Regions from separate parts of the Sus scrofa genome. Here all the other regions are linked to region 2. A link is a contact called in public HiChIP or PLAC-seq data. All regions are on one chromosome and are shown on one strand. The core of a region is the stretch at or near the end of the contact, and the rest is flanking DNA. Distances in the headings are between cores, read along the strand shown. Region 1 holds the start of RGCC (regulator of cell cycle). Region 2 overlaps VWA8 (von Willebrand factor A domain-containing protein 8). Region 3 overlaps NAA16 (N-alpha-acetyltransferase 16, NatA auxiliary subunit).

What was found. HiChIP or PLAC-seq counts read pairs in DNA pulled down with a chosen protein or histone mark.
Region 1: an H3K27ac HiChIP or PLAC-seq map of alveolar macrophages shows a contact between it and region 2. The contact joins the promoter of RGCC here to the enhancer-like site in region 2. A contact is called at or near these places in 12 of 47 Hi-C or Micro-C datasets (alveolar macrophages, embryonic fibroblasts, heart right ventricle and 6 more) and 2 of 2 datasets of contacts at active chromatin or transcription factors (alveolar macrophages and skeletal muscle).
Region 3: a contact with region 2 is called in an H3K27ac HiChIP or PLAC-seq map of alveolar macrophages, with 4 times the contacts expected there. The contact joins two enhancer-like sites. A contact is called at or near these places in 19 of 47 Hi-C or Micro-C datasets (adipose tissue, alveolar macrophages, brain and 12 more) and 2 of 2 datasets of contacts at active chromatin or transcription factors (alveolar macrophages and skeletal muscle).

Annotation. Positions count from the first base shown.
Region 1 is chr11:25,494,740-25,498,295 of Sscrofa11.1, forward strand. It overlaps RGCC (regulator of cell cycle), which reads right to left and starts at 1,684. Exons shown (of 5, transcript NM_001244227.1): 1 at 1,559-1,684; 2 at 855-1,040. The coding sequence starts at 1,607.
Region 2 is chr11:25,366,232-25,370,195 of Sscrofa11.1, forward strand. The region is part of intron 37 of VWA8 (von Willebrand factor A domain-containing protein 8); the gene reads left to right. Among named protein-coding and RNA genes, the nearest start is that of RGCC, 130 kb to the right of the region's middle. Within about 2 kb of position 1,695, at least 27 of the 83 cell types and tissues checked have an H3K27ac peak or open chromatin away from gene starts, as enhancers often do. A contact at or near this core is called in alveolar macrophages, retroperitoneal adipose tissue, skeletal muscle and 1 more, where this site is marked.
Region 3 is chr11:25,563,983-25,567,615 of Sscrofa11.1, forward strand. All of the region lies in intron 8 of NAA16 (N-alpha-acetyltransferase 16, NatA auxiliary subunit), which reads right to left. Among named protein-coding and RNA genes, the nearest start is that of NAA16, 30 kb to the right of the region's middle. Within about 2 kb of position 1,324, at least 1 of the 83 cell types and tissues checked has an H3K27ac peak or open chromatin away from gene starts, as enhancers often do. A contact at or near this core is called in alveolar macrophages, where this site is marked.

The sequences.
Region 1 (3,556 bases), core at 434-2,933, 130 kb after region 2:
GATGGAGGCCAGGGATGGAACCCACATCTTCATGAATACTCGTCAGGTTCTTAAGGACTGAGACACAATGGGAATTCTCAGTAGTCCCTTTTCTTGACAAGAGGGTTTAGGATGGAGAGTCCCTAGGGTAGACTCCACTATGAGAAATGCCACCAGGAAGCAGCTCTGGACCCATCTGCTCCCTGCCCCTCCCCCTGCAGCCTGGGTGGGTGGGTGGGGTGGGGTCAGAGCCAGCAGTCCCAGTGATGGGCCTGCCTGAAGGATGAGGGACACTTTCTAAATACTTGAACTCCGCAGTGCCAAGGATTCTTTCAAAACTGCGGGCAATGGAGCAACAAGCCTGGGAGCTCAGGGCCAGAAGAAAGTGCAAGAAGTCATTTCAAAAATCCCAAGGACGGGAGCTTATGAAACTTTTCCTGGTTTCACAAATATTTCCATATGGTACCCTCCCATGTCTCCTCTGACCCCATTCTTGTGGCACTTGCTCCACGCCCTCTGAAGACACTGCTGAGAGGCGGGTGGAGGGGAAAGGAGAGGAGGAGAAGGAGCTGTGACGAGCCCTGGCTCCGGTCCCAGGAGTCCTGCCTGGCTGCGTCTCAGGCAAGCCCTTACAGTCTCCTGCTTCCTGACATCTGCAGGCGACAGATAAACCAGCCTGCCCTCCAAGAGCCTTCGGGGACCAACCTCGGGGGTCTGGTCTCCGCTGAACCCGCCGCCCTGGAGGCTCCTAGCGTCCTAGAGAATCGGTTTACAACTAAGCAAACCGAGCCCGCGAGGCCAGGCTCTCCTCGGTGGGCCGAGTACAGCGGAGTCCCCAGGATTCTGACATCTTCCCTGGCCCGGGCCACACTTACTCTCCGAGTCGCTGAAGCCACTGCTGTCGCTGACACTGGCGCTGCTCCGCCGTTTCATGCGCTCCAGGTGCTCCTCGTAGTGGAAGTGGCGCTCGTGGAACGGGGACGCGAAGTCGGCCAGCACCGCGTCAAACTCACACAGCGCGTCCGTCAGGTCCCCGGCGGCAGCCGAGTCCAAGGCCGGGGCTGGGGCAGGGACCGCGGGCTCAGGTGAAGGGGGTGGGGGGGGCCGCCACCGTTCCCCGAGGATCGCTAACCAACACTCGCTGCGCGTTTGCCCGGGGACAGCCACGCTGTCGCTGCCCGCTGCTGGCTGTTACCCTTTACGACTCTCCATCACCCCCTAAAGCGCTCTCTACTATCCACCCATTTTAGAGCTAAAGAAACTGAGCTTCCGCTGGAAAAGTTGCCGGCCAAAGGTCACGGAGCCCACCGACACAGCCCACCTCTCCCACACTCTGTCGGGTACTTGTCCCCCCCGCTCACTCCCCGGTGGCGGTGGGAGGACTGAGTCAGGATGCGCCCGTGACGTGTCGGGCTGGCATCCCCAGCCCCGCGTGGAGAGGCGGCTGAACCCTCCCGGGGCAAGTCCCCCCCACCCACCCCGGGGAGGCTGGGGGAAGGGTGTAAAGGGACTACGCGGGATCCCCTTGCTTCAGCCCCCAACTCTCAAAGGCCCGGCCTTTAAGGCGACCCCCACTCACCTGCGGCCGCGGCGGCCGCGGGGCTGCCCTGTGCCGCGGGCGGCTTCATGGGCGGGCTCGGCCCGGCGCGCGTTGTGGGTTCCTGCGAAGTCTGGGCGCGGGGATCGTGCAGATGCTCCCGCTGCCCCGTCTCCTGGCCGCGCTCCTGCTCTGCCCGTCCGCTCCACTGGCCGCACTCCCGCCGCGCGGTTGCCTACACCGCCCGCCCTCCCGCTCTTTCCCCGGCCGCCGCCACCCGCCGCCCCAGGTCTTATAGCCGCCGGCGGGGGCGGGGCGGGGCGAGGCGGGGCGGCGCCGCGGGAGCTGGGCCTCCGGGTCAGTCCCCTCCGCTGCGCCAGGAGACGCCCCTGTCCCCCAGGCACCGCCCTCGCCACGCGCCCTCCCGGGAACCGCAGTGACGCGGAGTCCGGGTTACAGTCCCAAATATTTACCCGGCGCTTTCCCCGCGTGCCCTGACAACGCGACCTACGAAAGTGGCTTTGGTGTCACCAGAGCCCCAAAGACTTGAAGGCTGGTGCTCGGCTGCTTCCCGCCCTGTGCCCTTAAGCTCCTCGCGCCTCAGTTTCGTCGTCTGTGCAATGGAAATCCTGATCCTCCGGGGTTTGTGGCGAAGAATAAAGTGGCCAAAAGCCGAGGAAGACCCAGACCCGTGTGGGGACGCAGGGGGCGGTCCCCCGCGCCTCCTGTCCCCATCGTCTCCAGGGACTCGAGGGTTGTGGGCAGATGGAGTGGACAGAGCCCGCGGCCAGAGGGACAGAGGTCGGTGGTGCCACGTCCTTATGAACCCTTAGCCGCTCCCATCCCGAAGCCCGGAGCCTGACTCCACTCCTGGGCGTTCACACCAGCCCCGACTTTATGCGGAAAGAGTTTGTTAGGGAAAGAAATCCCTGCGTAGATGCAGCGCGAACGCGGCGCGTCTCTGTGTCCCACACTGAGTCACCCCGCCCAGCCGCCTGGCGGGGCACCAGTCGTAATGGTGAAAGCCCTTGCGCTTGCCGCAGGTGGCTTCTTCCATACAAAGCAATCAAAATAAACCCCTTGAAAAATTCGGTCCCTCGGGTGTACTAGACACACGTCAAATGCCCGACAGTCATCATGCTCTTGGACCTGGCTGCCAGGGTCTCTGACCCACAAACTGGCTTTAGAGGGAAGCCAGGCATCTTAGCCAGGGTATCAAGGGCTTCCTGGGTCAGGTCTTGGCAGGCACTTTTGCCAGGTCCGCAGTAACCTGGAGAAGCAGCACTGCTGCTTGTTTAGGAGTGAAGCTGAGGCACAGAGAGGCTAAGTAGCACACGAGTCCCACAGCAATGGAAAGGCCCATCTGTTTGGCTTCAGAGACAACACAACCTCGCTTTCTGCCCAGCGGAAGGCAAACAGAGCAGACAGGAGGAAGAGGCTCCAAATAAGGGAGCAGATAACCCAGGTCCTTGAAGCAACAAGGCAAGGCCTGGGCGTCTTTTTCTCTTCTTTTCCCCACCTCCCTTATTAAAACTCTTTTTTCTGTCTTTCCCTCCCTCCTGCTCTCTGACTTGCTGCGGTGCCCACTGGGGATGCCAGGAGCCAAGAAAGCAGCAACCGATCTGGGAGCTGAGGCCAGGGCGCTGCCCTCCAGAGGCAGCTCTCCCTCCTTGGCCAAGGTAGGGTGCAGGGTGCTGGATGCCCCAGCCCAGCTCTTGCATGATGGCTCAGGAACCCTCTCAGCTAAAGAATCGGTTAAGCTGATCTTCAAAAGAACCTACAGAACAGCCTCACTTTTTAGCAGCCATGCCAGTTTACTAAGACAGTGACAATGCAGTTCACCAGGAGAGGTTGGTTGGAGAATTAACATAGGTCTTTTCTATCAAAGGAAACCTTGGTTACTCCATGTTGTTCCTGCTTTGTCTGCGATCCCCTCCTCCACCCCCCTTTTTTCCCCTCTTCTCCCAGGAACAATTTGTTTCAAATTAGCCAAGGAGAAGAGTGTGTGCCCTGACCTGATCAATGGGAAGGGGACAGATG
Region 2 (3,964 bases), core at 445-2,944:
TGGCTGTAGTGCCACAGCTGGCACATACCGGCAGCTGTAGCTCCGATTTGACCCCTAGACTGGGAACTTCCCTATGCCACAGGTGCAGCCCTAAAAAGACAAAAAAAAAAAAAAAAAAAAAGAGATTTCAACATGTGAATTGGGAGGAACAGAAATATTCAGACTGTAGAGCAATCTATACAGGTCTTCTGATCCATGAGCATGGATGTCCTATTTGTTTAGGTCTTTAATTTTTTTTTTTTTTTGAGAATGTTGTATAGTTTTTGGAGTGTCAGTTCTGCACTCTTTTATTCCTTTTGATGTTATGGTCATTGGAATTGTTTTCTTAACTTCATTTTCCGATTGTTCATAGCTAATGTATGGAGATACCACTGACTTTTATCATTGAGCCCTTGTATCCTGAAATCTCATTGAACTTGTGTATTAGTTCTAATAGTGTTAATGGGTTCCTTAGGATTTTCTATATATACAAAACTATGTTATCTGCAAATAGAGGTAGGTTTACTTCTTTCTTTCCAATCTGGATGCCTTTCGTTTCAGTCTCTTACCTGACTGGCTAGACTCTCCAGTACCATGTTAAACTGGTGTGGCATGGACGTCCTTGTCCTTTTACTCATCAAAGAAAAAAGCACTCAGTCTGTCACCATTAAGTATAATGCTAGTTGTGGGTTTTTTGTAGACACCCTCTATCTGTTTGAGGAAGTTCACTTCCTGCCGAGTTAATTGAATGTTCTTAGCATGAAGGAGTGTTGAATTATGCCAGATGCCTTTTCTGCATCTTTTAAGATGACCACGTGGTTTCCTCCCCTTCATTGCTTCATCTGGTGTATTATATTAATTGAATTTCATGTGAAACCAACCTTGCATTCCTGGGATATAACCCATTTCGTCACAGTGTATCATCCTTTTTAAAATATTGCTACATTTAGGTTCGCTATTATTTTGTTGAGGGTTTTTGCATCCCTATTCATAAAAGATAATCATCTGTAGCCTTTTCCTCTGATGTCTTTTTCTGGTTTTGGTATCAGGATCATACGGGCATCATAGAATCAGTCGAAAAGTGGTCCTTGTGAACAATTCTAACGATTCTTACAAAGAATTGTTATTAATTCTTCTTTTGTATGTGTGGTAAGCTTCAATGATGAAGCCATCTGGGCCTGAGCTTTCTTTTGTGGATATTTTTGAAGTCACTGACTCAGTCTCTGTACTTGTTATAGGCAACCTGAGATCTTAAGGATATCAGATTATATTACCCTAGGGCTTAGGAATGTCTTACTTATTGCTTACACATTCTCTCATCAGGATTCCAAACCAAGGGAGCTGTAAACATAAGAAAACTAGGCAAAAAGGACCCAAAGTACCAGTGTAATATATACCCAAGTTGTTAGTAAGTGGACCAGTACCCAGCTATCCTCGATGCGGGAGAAATAAAAACAAACAAAACTTAGGTCTTGTGACCGAAGTGGGTCTTCTTGCTTCCTTCCCTTAAACCCTCAGGCCTCCCTGCAGAAGCCCCAGCCTGACCTCCCCTCTCAGGTACAAGCACAGGCGAGGTAGAGCAGAAAGAAAAAGAACAAGACCGGCTGGATCGCCCTCAAGGAGAGAAGTCAGAAACGGGTCAGCCGGCTTCCCCAAAGCAGGAACTACCAGGGAGCCTATTACACATCTAATGCAGAATGACTGCACACTTGGAAAATAGCCCAGTGGATATCCTGGCCTTTACCAAGTCAGGCTGGCCATTCCTCCCTGCCAGATGCTAGGAAGGGAGATAGGGCAGACAAACGCTGAAGGAAGGAGCCAAACTTCCTCTCCTCCAAGGAGCAAAATCGTGGCTTATATCCAGTTCACTCTTCCGGTCCCAGACTAATGTCCTCTTTTTTGAAAGAGTGACTCACACCTGTTTATTATGGTAAATCACGGAACGGGGGCAAGCTGGCAAAACTCATAAAAGGACCAATACTGAAACTGGAGAGACCAGCCTTTGTATCCTGTCTCCACTCGGTATTAGCCGTGTGACTGTGAGTGACTTACTGTACTTCTCCAAGCCTCAGTCTTTTCACGCTGAATGGGAATGATAACTCTGGAAAAGGGAGCTGTAAGGATGAATGAGCTAATCCATGTGTAGAGCATATGGCAAATATTAATATACATCATCCAGGCGTATTTTAGCGTATGGTAAGTATTCCCACTCAGGGAGTTCCCATTGTGGCTCAGCAGGTTACGAACCTGACTGGTATCCGTGAAGACGCAGGTTCAATCCCTGGCCTCACTCAGTGGGTTAAGGATCCAGCATTGCCGTGAGCTGTAGTGTAGGTTGCAGATGTGGCTGGGATCCTCTATGCTGTGGCTGTGGTGTAGGCTGGCAGCTGCAGTTCTGATTCGACCCCTAGCCTGGGAACTTAACATATGCTGCAGGTTCAGCCCTAAAAAAAAATAAATAAATTAGCACTCAGTAACTATTTGCTGTTCTTTTTATCTTTGACGTGTCTTTTTTAAAATTTAATTTTATTGGAGTATAGTTGATTTACAATGTTGTATTAGTTTGAGGCATACAGCAAAGTGAATCAGTCACACATGTAAATATATCCATTCTTTTTTCCCATATAGGCTATTACAAACTATTGAGTAGATTTTCCTATGCTATACAGTAGGTTCTTATTAATCATCTGTTTTATACAGAAGTATGTATGTGTTAGTCCCATGATATTTGGCATTGTTAATAACTTTAGGTACCTCAGAAATCACACGGCCAATCCTGATGTGCAAACTAAGCCCCAAGGGAGTTCCTTGGTGACTCAGAGAGTTGAGGATCCAGGATTGTCACTGAAGCAGCTTGGGTCACTGCTGTGGCACAGATTCAATCCCTGGCCCAGGAAGTTCCGCATGCCACAGGCGCAACCAAAAAAATTAAAATAATTAAAAAGGCTGAGCCCTAGAAGGATTAAATGATTTATCTGAGATTATATGTTCACCTCATGGCAGAAGTTGAAAAGGCAGTTCTGGAGTTCCCATTGTGGCTCAGTGGGTTACAAACCCGACTAGTATCCATGAAGATTGGGATCCATCCCTGGCCTCACTCAGTGTGGATTAAGGATCTGGCGTTGCCGTGAGCTGTGGTGTAGGGGTGGCAGACGCAGCTCAGATCCCACATTGCTGTGGCTGTGGCAAAGGCCGGTGGCTACAGCTCCAATTCGACTCCTAAGCCTGAGAACTTCCATATGCCATGGATGCTGCCTTAAAAAGATGAAAGAAAGAGAGAGAGAGGAAGGAAGGAAGGAGAGAAAGAGAGAAAGAGAGAAGGGAGGGAAGGAAGGAAGGAAGGAAGGAAGGAAGGAGGGAAAGAAGGAAGGAGGGAAAGAAGGAAGGAAGGAAGAAGCAGTTCTGTATTTGGGGGACTCCTCCTTAACTTAGGACGGGGGAACTGAGGAATCGGGTATCCGGAGGAATTGGGAATTAGGAGGAATGGTTCTTTCTTGCTATTTTTACAGCCTAAACCTTATGATTCCTCTGCCTGACTCCCTCCCTCCCAGGAACATGAAATCTCATGTTCTCTCCAGTCCAGCCAGGGGTGGCTGCCAGGAGATGCCATCACCCTCTCTCAATGTCATACCCTCTTCCCTCCACCTGGAATAAACCATTAAGGAGCTCCTCGGGGACCCCCTCTCTCCCGGGGCCCCTTCTCTTGCTGAGGAAGCAACAAGCTCCTTTTTCAAGGATGTGACTAAACCACATGTTCCTCCCATGGTCCTGGAGAGAACAGAGGCTGCCCAGACCCATGGCTGTGGGGACAGGGAGGAGTGTCACACAGATGCTGATCTCAGAGGCACATGAACCCTGCTGCTGCCCACCCCCTTCGCACCCCACGGGGTCCTGTAGAACAAATCATTCTCATTGCATAGTCACCATTTGACCACGGAAAACCCCAAATGACGTCTCAACATCCTCTGACCCTGACTTTTATTCC
Region 3 (3,633 bases), core at 74-2,573, 200 kb after region 2:
TGTTACTTTTTAAAAGCAGAAAAAATTGAAAACAAAAATTTAATACAAAGGCTCTAACCTTTTTGACAGTAAGATTAACACATAAGGACACAGATTTGCTCACTCAAAAAAAAAGGAAAAAAAAAGAGAGACATGTATGCCATGAGCGTTTTAAGTCAAAGTAAGACTAAGACTACTGAACTGACCTTTCTTAACTAAGGTCATTCCTTTTCTTTAGGTCATGCCTGAAAAGGGCCACAGTTGTAGCATATGGAAATTCTCAGGGTAGGGGTCAAATCACAGCTGCAGCTGCCAGTCTTCGCCAGCCACACCAACCAGAGCAATGCCAGATCAGAGCCGTGTTCGCAACCTACACCACAGCTCAGGGCAATGCAGAATCTTTTTTTTTTTTTTTTTTTTTTTTTGGTCTTTTTGCTATTTCTTGGGCCGCTCCCGCGGCATATGGAGGTTCCCAGGCTAGGGGTCGAATCGGAGCTGTAGCCACCGGCCTACGCCAGAGCCACAGCAACGCAGGATCCGAGCCGCGTCTGCAACCTACACCACAGCTCACGGCAACGCCGGATCGTTAACCCACTGAGCAAGGGCAGGGACCGAACCCGCAACCTCATGGTTCCTAGTCAGATTCGTTAACCACTGCGCCATGACGGGAACTCCGCAATGCAGAATCTTTAACCCACTCAGTGAGGCCAGGGACTGAACACACAACCTCATGGATACTACTTGGGTTTGTTATTGCTGAGCCACAATGGGAACTCCAAGGTCATTCTTTATGAATCACATTGTACCAAAATACTCAACAATCCAAGTGGTTACTGTTATTGGTTATGACTGACAGTACTGAACAAAACATGCATGCTCAACATAATCCTGATGTCAAAAACTGGAAGGAAAAATTTGAATTTTATTAAGCGAAAAATTTATTGAATATAAAAACAGGTTTAAAGTTTGTTACTTCAATTTATTATAAAGACTGTTTTCAGATCATCCCTAGTCTTTACATCAGAGAAAATGCTAGAAGATTTGATCTCTGAAACTACTTTTCTGGGGGGCTGCATCCACAGCTTGCAGAAGTTCCCAGACCAGGAACTGAATCCGAGCCACAGCAGGCACCCAAGCTGCAGCAGTGACAATACCGGATTCTTAATCACAAGGCCACAGGGAACTCCCTCTGAAACTAGGAAGTAATGATGAACATTTAACCCGAATGAAATTTCGTGCAGCTTTGATCATTTGTGGTTTTCAAAAGATGAACATACAAAGTATACCAAGACCACATAAAATTCCACTCTGAGTTGAATATACATCATTACTTCCTTAAAAATCACAAGTAGTTTCAGAGGAGTTCCCGCTGTGGCACAACAGGACCCATGGTGTCTCTGGAGTGCTGGGACACTGGCTCAATCCCCAGCCTGGCACAGCAGGTCAGGTTAAGGATCTGGCGCTGCCACAGCTGTGGTGTAGGTAGCAAGTGCAGCTGGGATCTGATCCCTGGCCCCCGGCCAGGTAATTTCCATATGCTGTGAGGTGGCCAAAAAAGAAAAACAAACAAACAAAAAACCCCAATGTACTCAGCCCGTAAGTATCCACAATATGGAAAGCTTCTCCTCCCATAAGCTGTTATTTCAACTGTGCAGCTCTAGCTATGAGAAAGAATAAGGAAGGCGTTATGTACTGACATAGGACTGAACTCCAGGTATAGAGGTAAGTGAAAAGGAAAACTAGGTACAAAGGAATCTGTTACTTCTCTACAAAAGGGGGAAAATAAAACCATACATAAACCCTCAGACAGGAACTTTGGCTTATATGCATGACGTACTTCTGGAAGAATAAACCAACAGTGGCTGTCTCCAGGGAAATAAACTTGGTGACCCTGGAGTTCCTGTCGTGGCTCAGTGGTTAATGAATCCAACTAGGAACCATGAGGTTGTGAGTTCAATCTCTGGTCTTGCTCAGTGGGTTAAGGATCTGGCATTGCTGTGAGCTGTGGTGTAGGTCGCAGACGAGGCTCGGGTCCCGCGTTGCTGAGGCTGTGGTGTAGGCCAGCAGCTAGAGCTCTGATTAGACCCCTAGCCTGGAAACCTCCATATGCCGCAGGAAGCCGCCCTAGAAAAGGCAAAAAGACAACCCCCCCCCCAAAAAAAAAACCGTGGTGACTGGACATGAAAAAGACTTTGACTTGAAAACCCTTTTGTACCCTTTTATTTAGAACTGTATGAAGGCACAGTCTAAACCAGAAGCCCACACAGCTACTCAACCACACAGTCACACACTACATGCCAAAATTACTTACCATTTACACATCACATAATTTTTTCTTTATATATAAAACTATTTCACAAAAATAAATAATTTCTCTTCTTCCCATTTATTTTCAAATAATTCTTTAGTTCCCCCCACCTCCAGCCGAGTCTTTCCTTTAGGGGGAAAAAGTCTATCAATCATTAATGTGCCTGCTTAGTACTGCAACTTATAAAACAAATTATCTGACTACAGAGATGTTATGCTAATTCTTCACTAGATGTAGCAGATTCACACAAAAACTGATGTCCAAAAAAACACTGCTAAAATAATGAATAAAAACACCAAGATCAGACTGCATCTGATAAATGGGATTTTTTCTAAATAACGTGCATGTTCTCACTCTAAAAAAGAAATGATAATCACGTGACCTAGTGGAGGCGTTACCTAACACCACAGTGGTAATATTAGAATATTTAAATGTATCAAAACAAAACATACACCTTAAACTAACACATTATATATCAATTATATCTCAATAAAAAATAAAAATAGGAGTTCCTGTCATGGCTCAGCAGTTGGCGAATCCGACTAGGAACCATGAGGTAGCGGGTTCGATCCCTGGCCTCACTCAGTGGGTTAGGGATCCGGCGTTGCCATGAGCTGTGCTGTAGGTCGCACACACAGCTCAGATCTGGTGTTGCTGTGGCTATTGTGTAGGTCGGTGGCTACAGCTCCGATTAGACCTCTAGCCTGGGAACCTCCATATGCCACAGGAAGCAGCCCTAGAAAAGGCAAAAAAAAAAGACAAAAAAAAATTAAAAATAAAAATAAATAATCCAATGAAACAAAAATAAAACAGAAGTAAAATCTGCTTAGCATTCTCTGTTTAATACTCTGGATTATCTCCTTCCCTCTCCCTCCTCAGCCAAGGAAGGCAAATAGATACAATGAATTAAACTAGTTATTTTGAAGAGCACTATTTTCGGGAGTTCCCGCTGTGACTCAGTGGTTAATGAATCTGACTAGGAACCATGAGGTTATGGGTTCGATCCCTGGCCTCGCTCAGTGGGTTAAGGATCCGGCGTTGCCATGAGCTGTGGTGTAGGTCGCAGCCGAGGCTCGGAGGTTTGGATCTGGCGTTACTGTGGCTCTGGCGTAGGCTGGCGGCTACAGCTCCTATTAGACCCCTCGCCTGGGAACCGCCATATGCTGCAGGAACAGCCCCAGAAAAGGCAAAAAAAAAAAAAAGACACACACACAAAAAGAAAAGCGCTATTTTCACAGCACTTAACTTTTCAGGCTGTTGGAGAATCTCCCCCAAGAACTTCTGCTGTGTTCACTAATCTACAGATAATAAACCTTTTATCTAAAAACCGAACATTTGGGAGTTCC